2 separate regions of the Pan troglodytes genome follow, and region 2 is linked to region 1. Evidence: chromatin contacts called from public Hi-C data. All regions are on one chromosome and are shown on one strand. The core of a region is the stretch at or near the end of the contact, and the rest is flanking DNA. Distances in the headings are between cores, read along the strand shown.

Evidence for each region. A called contact is a pair of places that touch in the nucleus more often than the background predicts.
Region 2: a Hi-C map of induced pluripotent stem cells shows a contact between it and region 1, with 2.4 times the contacts expected there. The contact joins the enhancer-like site here to the promoter of CCDC124 in region 1. A contact is called at or near these places in 2 of 7 Hi-C or Micro-C datasets (induced pluripotent stem cells and stem cell-derived neural progenitor cells).

What each region holds. Positions count from the first base shown.
Region 1 is chr20:20,580,026-20,584,418 of NHGRI_mPanTro3-v2.0_pri, forward strand. CCDC124 (coiled-coil domain containing 124) reads left to right here and starts at 2,519. Exons shown (of 5, transcript XM_512503.8): 1 at 2,519-2,859.
Region 2 is chr20:20,705,243-20,709,693 of NHGRI_mPanTro3-v2.0_pri, forward strand. It overlaps IL12RB1 (interleukin 12 receptor subunit beta 1), which reads right to left. Exons shown (of 17, transcript XM_063800605.1): 15 at 4,072-4,147; 16 at 2,857-3,035; 17 at 1,944-2,563. The coding sequence ends at 2,551. Among named protein-coding and RNA genes, the nearest start is that of IL12RB1, 28 kb to the right of the region's middle. Within about 2 kb of position 1,414, at least 9 of the 24 cell types and tissues checked have an H3K27ac peak or open chromatin away from gene starts, as enhancers often do. A contact at or near this core is called in induced pluripotent stem cells, where this site is marked.

The sequences.
Region 1 (4,393 bases), core at 1,269-3,768:
CTGGGACTACAGGCGCCCGCCACCACACCCGGCTAATTTTTTGTATTTTTAGTAGAGATGGGGTTTCACCATGTTAGCCAGGATGGTCTCGATCTCCTGACCTCGTGATCTGCCTGCCTTGGCCTCCCAAAGTGCTGGGATTACAGGCGTGAGCCACCGCGCCGGGCCTTTAATAATCTTTTTACCTAGAAGGCAGGGGAACCTGCTGGGAATTGGCGAAAACTAGCAGTCACGCCCTTTGGCCAGGAGATGGGGAGGTTTGGCCATTTTTGTGGTTTGGACAATGCTCTTGTATTCACCTGTGCTAAGACTCGATTACGGAAGGGTTTTGTTTTTCTATGGCCAAGTGTCACTGGTCTGAGTGTCCCTGTCTGATGTGGACATTCCGTGAAATTGGTTTGGTCAAACAAAAAACTCTACAGCTTAGCTGTGACTGCCAGGCCAACTGCTAGCTGACTGTGGTCCAGGGCTACTTTTTTCTTCCTCACTTTATATTCACCTCCTCACCTTTGCATATACTGTTCCCTCTGCCCAGAACAACTTTCCCTCTCTTTTTCACTCAGCTCTTTCCTTCTCAAGCTTCAGAGCTCTCCTTAAATGCCACCACCTCTGAGAAGCCCTCTTTGATCACCCAGGCTGTGGGCCTCCACAACCCTATTTCAATCCCAGGCACATCTTTTAGTCACAATTACGATTATTATTTTATTGTTATTATTATTATTACTACTTTTGAGACAGAGTCTTACTCTGTCACCCAGGCTGCAGTGCAGTGGCGTGATCTCAGCTCACTGCAACCTCCGCCTCCCAGGTTCAAGCGATTCTCCTGCCTCAGCCTCCCAAGTAGCTGGGATTACAGGCGCATGCCACCGCGCCTGGGTAATTTTTAGATGGGGTTTCACCATGTTAGCCAGGCTGGTCTTGAACTCCTCACCAAGTGATCTGCCCGCCTCAGTCTCCTGAAGTGCTGGGATTACAGCTATGAGTCACCACGCCTGGCCTTTATTATTATTTATTTATTTATTTATTTTGAGATGGAGTTGCACTCTGTAGCCCAGGCTGGAGTGCAATGGCACGATCTCGGCTCATTGCAATCTCTGCCTCCTGGGGTCAAGTGATTCTCCTGCCTCAGCCTCCCAGGTAGCTGGGATTACAGGCATGTGCCACCACGCCCAGCTAATTTTTGTGTTTTTAGTAGAAACAGGGTTTCACCATGTTGGTCAGACTGGTCTCAAACTCCTGACCTCAGGTGATCTGCCTGGCTCGGCCTCCCAAAGTGCTAGGATTACAGGCGTGAGCCACCATGCCTGGCCTTTATTAGCATTTTTTAAGAGAGGTTCCTTCACCCAGGCTGGCTGGAGTGCAGTGGCGCTATCATACCTCACTGCACCCTCCAACTTCTGGGCTCAAGTGATTCTCTTGAATGGGAGGATGAGCATGCCACCACGCCCAGCTAATGTTTTTATCTTCTGTCGAGATGGGGTCTCATAATGTTGCCCAGGCTGCTTTCAAACACCTGGCCTCAAGCGATCCTCCCACCTTAGCCTTCCAAAGGGTTGGGGTCACAGGCATAAGCCACTGCGACCAGCCAGGATAATAATCTTTCATGTGATTTTCCGACTTTAAGCCCCCTGCAACCAGAGACCTTTCTGTCTCATGCCTGAAGGGAAGGAATTGGCCACGGAAAAACCTGGGAAATTCCTGGGGGAACTCCCTGAGGCAAGACTGCGCCTGGCAATTTGTAAGAAGGGGGCTGGTGCGACCTGAGCAGAGAGCTAATGGGAGGATGAGGGAAGCCAAGGGAGATGGGGTGGGAGGTGGGAGGAGTCTTGCGGGACAATGGGAACCCAGGGGAGGCGTTAGAGCAGGGCAGGTGCATCGCGCACTGGGATTTAGGTCCCAGCAAGGTCGCTGGGGGGATGCCTTTTAGGGAATGGACTCTGTGGTCAACTACTCCTACCTGAACTGCCCCCAAAGCATTTGCTTTTCCCTCTCCACAGTCAGGACCAGTGTAACCTTAGACCCCTAATACTGCCATTTTTACTGTTGAGGACACCGAGAAGTAGTAAATACAGAAAATCTAAAGTATAGTGCCTAAGACAAATTGGCGCCTTGAACCTAATTTCTAAATAAAATTAATAAATAATATTGCAGAAGTGGGGAGCAGGTCAGCAATCCAGGAAGAGGCACTGGCAGGAGCAAGAGACGGAATTTGAGCCTACTCGCGGTTATGAGCGTACTCGCGGTTACATTTTGGCCAAACTCAATTCCTGGTCTCTCTGAGCCTCGGTTTCCCCACCTGGACTGCGCGGTGTGTGTTAATTTCTCTGCCCCATTTATCTCCCCTCTCCTAGCCCCGCCCCAGCGTCACCAGTGGGACGCAGAGACTCAGGACTAGGAAAGCACTTTTAAAGCGCTAAGGGATTGCGAAGAGTTACGGAGAGGCTTCCTCAGGGCTATACTGGGTCCACCTCCCCTCATGGACCGCGGGCGCGCTCTGGCGGCCGGGCCGCTCCAGGCTGAAGCCGCCGGACCACGTGTGTAGTCGCAGCTGCCATCTTTCATCCGGGCATCGGCCATCTTGGTAAAGGCAATGTTCTAGATTTTCGCCTCTGCCCGCCCCTCCTGGTTCATCAACATATTAAATGAGCGTAGGGAATGAGGGCGTATTAAGTGTCCTCTTTTTGAAGAGACAAAGAAGTGGCTGACTACCCTGGCTTGGGTCCGAGGCCCAGCCATCTTTTTCTTTACCAAAATGGCGGCGGTACCGAGGCGCAATGAGTGCGCGCCGCCAGGAGCTCAGCGCGCAGGCCCCATGATGACGTCACGGAGGCGCGACCGGGCCGGCGCTGGGGTAAGAAGGTAGGAGCGTCTGCGGCGCGGGCGGAACCCGGGTTGGGGGAGCAGAGGCGCGGGGCGGGGGCTGCTTGGCCTGGGACCATCCCCTGGGAAGGCTGGAGGAGGGGTGCTGGGAGGCGGGAGCACTTCCGGCGTCCAGTCTGAACCGCACCTAGTTGGGGGCGATGCCCATTTCCAGACTAGACGACTGAAGCCCGACGCGACAGCATGTTCCAGGCCACCTGGCCCCGGACTGCCCCTAGGCAGCTTCTGGTCTCGAGAGGGACAGAGTTGGGCGCGGACGCCCCCGGGCTCTTGTAGGGGGATTAGTGGTGGGGGACTTCAAAAGGGATAGCCGGGAGGGCTGCTTGGAGGAGGCATTGTTGAATTTTGTATTCTGTTATTTTGCCTTCACATCCGTGGGGTCTTAATCCCCATGGGTCTTGATTCGCTTCTAAGTGTGCCCCTCGCCCAGCCTGAGCCACTCCTTGGGTCCCGCCTGGGCTCCCAGCTCCTGCCATCTGGGGAGTCCACCTCCTCACTAACCTCAGAGGGCTTGTGTGACCCATAGATTGGGCCTCCCGGCTCTAACGCCCTCCACACCTTCCCATCTCCCTGGAATACAAGTCGCCCCCTTTTCCAGCCTACCTCCTGCATCCCGCGTGCAGGCTGCGCTCTCCCCCACTCATTCAGACTTTTCCTTAGATGTCTCCTTTAGGAAGCCCTTTGACCCAGGCTGGATCAGAAGCCTTCTCCGGGCTTCCCCAGCGCCCTGCGTGTCCTTATTAGGACTCTGATTGCATGTGTTGGCTCTTCTCTGGGAGTCCCATGCAGGCAGAAAGCTCATTTGTGCCACCTCTTTCCCCAGCATCGCACACGTATTAGGTGCCCAGTACATATTTGTTGAATGACGTGTGTGCAAGTGAGTGAGTGTTTACCACACAGAGAAAAGTGTCTGTATTTCCAGCTTGGGCTGTCATAACTAATACCACAGACTGGGTGGCTTAAACAGCAGAAATTGCCAGGCACTGTGGCTCACACCTGTAATCCAGGCACTTTGAGAGGCCGAGGCAAGCGGATCACTTGAGGTCAAGAGTTTGAGACCAGCCTGGCCAACATAGTGAAACCCCGTCTCTACTAAAAATACAAAAATCAGATAGGCATGGTGGCACATGCCAACATGGTGAAATCCCATCTCTATAAAAATACAAAAATTAGCCGGGCGTGGTGGCAGGTGCCTGTAATCCTAGCTGCCTGGGAGGCTGAAACAGGAGAATTGCTTGAACCGGGTGGGTGGAGGTTGCAGTGAGCCGAGATTGTGCCACTGCATTCCAGCCTGGGTGAAAGGGCAAAACTCTGTCTCAAAACAAAAAAAGCCCCAATGTGGAAACAGCCCAAATGTCTAGCTGTGGACAATGGATAAACAAAATGTGGCGTATCCATGCAGTGGAGGAATATTCAGCCATAAAAAGGAACGAAGGGCCAGGCACAGTGGCTCAGGCCTGTAATCCCAGCACTTCAGAAGGCCGAGGCGGGAGGATCACTTGAGCCCAGGAGT
Region 2 (4,451 bases), core at 164-2,663, 120 kb after region 1:
CAGCAGTTCGAGACCAGCCTGGGCAACATGGCAAAACCTTGGCAACAAGGCTTGAGCCTGAGGCTGAGGCTGGAGGATCACTCGATCCTAGGAAGTGGAGGTTGCAGTGAGCCAAGATGGCGCTACTGCACTCCAGCCTGGGCAACAGAGTGAGACCCTGTCTCAAAAAAGAAACAAAAAATAAAAAATAAAAATAAAATATTTATTTATTTATTTATTTTTTTTTTGAGACGGAGTCTCGCTCTGTCGCCCAGGCTGGAGTGTAGTGGCACAATCTCGGCTCACTGCAACCACCCCCTTCCAGGTTCAAGCGATTCTCCCGCCTCAGCCTACCAAGTAGCTGGGATTATAGGCGCTTGCCACCACGCCCAGCTAATTTTTGTATTTTTAGTAGAGACGGGGTTTCACCATGTTGGCCGGGCTAGTCTCAAACTCCTGACCTCAGGTGATCAGCCCGCCTCTGCCTCCCAAAGTGCTGGGATTACAGGCGTGAGCCACCATGCCCGGCCTAAAATATTTTTTAAAAAGAGGAACCAGATGGAAAATATTGGCTTTCAGGTATGGCTGGATCCAGGAACTAATGCTTCATCTCGGTGCTGCTGTCCTCCCTGCAGGCTCCTCTCTCAAACAGGCATCCCCACGGTAGGAAGGAAAGAGGCTCCAAGCTCCAGGCTTCCCTCTGTCCAGCTCAGTCTCCCGCTAGTGGAAGCAGGGTGTGCATCTTCCCCATGCACTCTGGCAAAAGTCCCAGCTGCTGCACAGTAAACATTGCCTGTCTCCTACTTCTCGCACCCAAGGGACTGTGCATAGGGGTGGGTTTGCGGCCAACTCCAGGGGCCTCCAGGGCTCACACCTTCAATCCCAGCACTTTGGGAGGCCGAGGCGGGTGGATCACTTGAGGTCTGGAGTTCAAGACGAGCCTGGCCAACATGGTGAAACCCTGTTTCTACTAAAAATACAAACACATTTTAGCTGGTCAGGGTGGCGGGCGCCTGTAATCCCAGCTACTTGGGAGGCTGAGGCAGGAGAATCGCTTGAACCCGGGAGGTTGCCGTGAGCCAAGATCGCGCCATTGAGTGCGAGCCAAACTCCGTCTCAGAAAAAAGAAAGGAGGATAAACGCTCAAGGGAGGGCATGCCTGGTGGAGGGAACGGCTTGAGCAGAAGCTGGGATGTGACAGATCCGGAGCGGGGCGGGGGGCATTTGCAGAACTCTGACCAGCCACCGTGTGGCTGGGGCACCGAGATCCAGGCCTCTGTTTCCCTATCTAGATGCATCGATGGGGAAAGGGAGGCCCCCAGACCAAAGGGGCGGGGCCTGGGCCTCTTGCCTCCTGGCCCTATTGGCTGCCAGGGGTCTCTCCCCGAGAGGTCTCATCCTTTTTTTGCCACAAAATTCAGTAGTTCTGGGCTTTTTAACTCCCCTCCTCTGTCTGAAACCGGAAAAGTCTGTTTAGCAAACGCAGTGGGAGGAGGCAGGGCGGGCCCGGCCGGGGAAACGCGCGCCGCTGTTGCCACCTGGTGGCCATGGAGAGAATCTGGACTACCCGCTAATCGCTAGGGCTGGGGTGGGATTTCAGGAGCCCCCCCAACACCTCGGCTCAGACCGCAGTGGGGATCAGGGGGAGGCGGCTGCAGAACGCGAGGGAGGTGGGGCAGTGTGGGCAGAAAGAGGGAGGATTCAGGGTGTGTAAGGAGGGCAAGGGTCCTGCTGCGAGTTGGTGGGCGTGAGGAGGAAGGAGCGTGGGGGCAAACCACGGTTCCTGTTACCGGAGTGCCCGGCTGCTCCACTCCCCCAAGGCCGTCCCTTCCCCTGCTCAGTCCTAACTTAGTAGGGTTCCAAGCTCTCATCCGGCTCTGTCTCCCCCAGATTAGGTGCTCCTGGAGGAGACCTAGAGGAAGAGATTAATAAATATATGTGGAATGAATGAATGAATGAATGAATGAATTCCAAGGCTCGTGTTTTGAGATTTTGAGCAGGACATTCAAGCTTCAAACAGGAAAAAAATACCCAAGAGGAGGCTCATTTACGATGATTTTGAACAGCTGTGTAAGGTCATTATCACCACCCCCATTTTATAGGGGGGTGAGGGTGGGGTGGGGGGTGGGATGGGAGGACCGTCATTTTTCCCACAATGTTTACAGCCCCCTTCCCTATATGCCTGGATCCTCCAAGCTACAAGACCCCGCAATGCTGCAGGGAGCCCTTGAGTCCAGACTCCCCATCCAGTGCTCCTGGGGGTGGATGCCCAGCCCAGGGTCCAGGGATCCATCTGAGCCCCCCTTGCCCCCATTCCCAGTCCATTCTATGCCAGAACAGGTAAATGGCAGGGTCTGCTCCTGCCCCACGGATGCCAGGCCCAGCAGGGTGCAGCAGCTTCCATTTCATGGCAGCATCTAGGGTTCCCCCCGCAGGATGGGTGGCAACAGGCGCGGGGCAGAGAGGAGGCAGGTGCACTGGAGCCTGGAGGAGCTCTGGGTTATTTGGGTCCAAATGTGACTGCTGTGTGTGCTACATAGCCTCAGGCGAGTCACTCACCCTCTCTGAGCCTCAACGATCACATCTGTAAAGTACAACAGTCATGGTTCCTTTCAGGGGGTGGTTGTAGGGATTTGGTAGGGAATCATGTGAGTGGATGGAATGGGCTGGGTATGCCATAAGTGCTTAATAACCAGCCGTTGTGATTGAGATAGTCGCTCTTCGTGTCTGTAAGACAAAGTGGATGTTTTCGTTTCTCCCTCAGGCCTCCAGGTCCTGATATCCCAGGAGCGATGGACGTCTAGCCCCCCCACCCCCCGGGCAGGGTTGCACCCCTGACCGTCTGGCCCACTGGGCCCCAGGACCTTGGCCTTGCACCTGTCTCCATCCTCCAAGGACAACTCTGTATCCAGGGCCAGCTCAGGGGCACCCTCAGGTAGCTCTGTCTTCTCGATAGGCTCAGTCCTCTCGCCTTTGTCCCAGGACATCTCTACCACCAGGGCCTCCTGCAGGGATGCCTCTTCCTGGAAGTCCACTGGGTTGATCCACTGCCAAGTCTGCAGAGGGAGGGTAGGGCCACAGCTGTGAGCAGAGCTCTACTTCCCATCCACAGCAGGATGGAACGGACCAGGTCACTGCTGGTTAAATTCTCTAACATCCTGAGACCTGGATGGGTGCAGTGTCTCACACCTGTCATCCCAGCACTTTGGGAGGCTGAGGCGGGTGGATCACTTGAGGTCAGCAGTTTGAGACCAGCCTGGAGAACATGGCCAAACCCCATCTCTACTAAAAATACAAAAATTAGCTGAGCTTGGTTGCGCACGCCTGTAATCCCAGCTACTTGGGAGGCTGAAGCAGGAGAATCGTTTGAACCTGGGAATCAGAGGTTGCAGTGAGCCGAGATGGCGCCACTGCACTCCAGGCTGGGTGACAGAGTGAGACTCCATATATCCTGAGACCGATTTGAGGATGGAGTCTGCCGCACTGACCCCCATTCAGCCCCTCTTAGGAAGAGCACTCCCATCTGTCTTTGGGAAATTTCCCTCCCTCTTTTCACAGATGGTGTGGTTGACAGTGCAGTGACCCCACCTCAGCTCTAGCAATGGTCATGTGACCCTGGCCAGCCCACCCATCAGACCCTTCCCTACCCCTCTGGTTCTAGCCATAGGCTCAGGGAACGGCATGTGACCCAAGCTGGACCAATCAGTGATGGCCCTGAGACTTTTGCCCCAGTTAATGGGGAAAATGGACACCCTGCTTCCAATCAGAGAAAGCTCAGCCTGCCTGCGGAAGAACCCTGAACGGGCAGCTCCGAGATAGACCCCAATCGCTGGATTCAGGCATATCTGAAGCCCATTCCCTTGGGATTTTTTCCATCAGGTGCCCTTTATAATAAAGCCACTTTGAGTTCTGTTTCTAGTGCCAGGAAATGGACCTCTGCCTGCCTGTCTTTAAAATGGGAAGGGGTATGGAGCACTGGTTTTGGAGTCCTTACCTTGATGAATTGGGAGAGAATAAAATGAGCTAATGCGTAACCCTTGTCCAGCGTGTGCACCCAATAAAAAGACTTGGAATCAGAAAAGGCATCCTTACCTCCTTCCCTCCAGGGAACTCAATGGCGGAGCTGGCACAGGGTGTGGGCAGCGGCGGGCACAGGTGCCGTGCGGCCCTGGGGAGGAAAGGGGACCAGTGAGAGGAGCTGAGGTTTTTTTTTTTTTTGGAAACGGAGTCTTGCTCTGTTGCCCAGGCTGGAGTGCAGTGGCGCGATCTCGGCTCACTGCAACCTCTGCCTCCTGGGTTCAATCGATTCTCCTGGCTCAGCCTCCTGAGTAGCTGAGATTACAAACGTGTGCCACCACACCCGGCTAATTTTTGTAGTTTTGGTAGAGAGAGGTTTCGCCATGTTGGCCAGGCTGGTGTCCAACTCCTGGCCTAAAGCGATCTGCCTGCCTCAGCCTCCCAAAGTGCTGGGA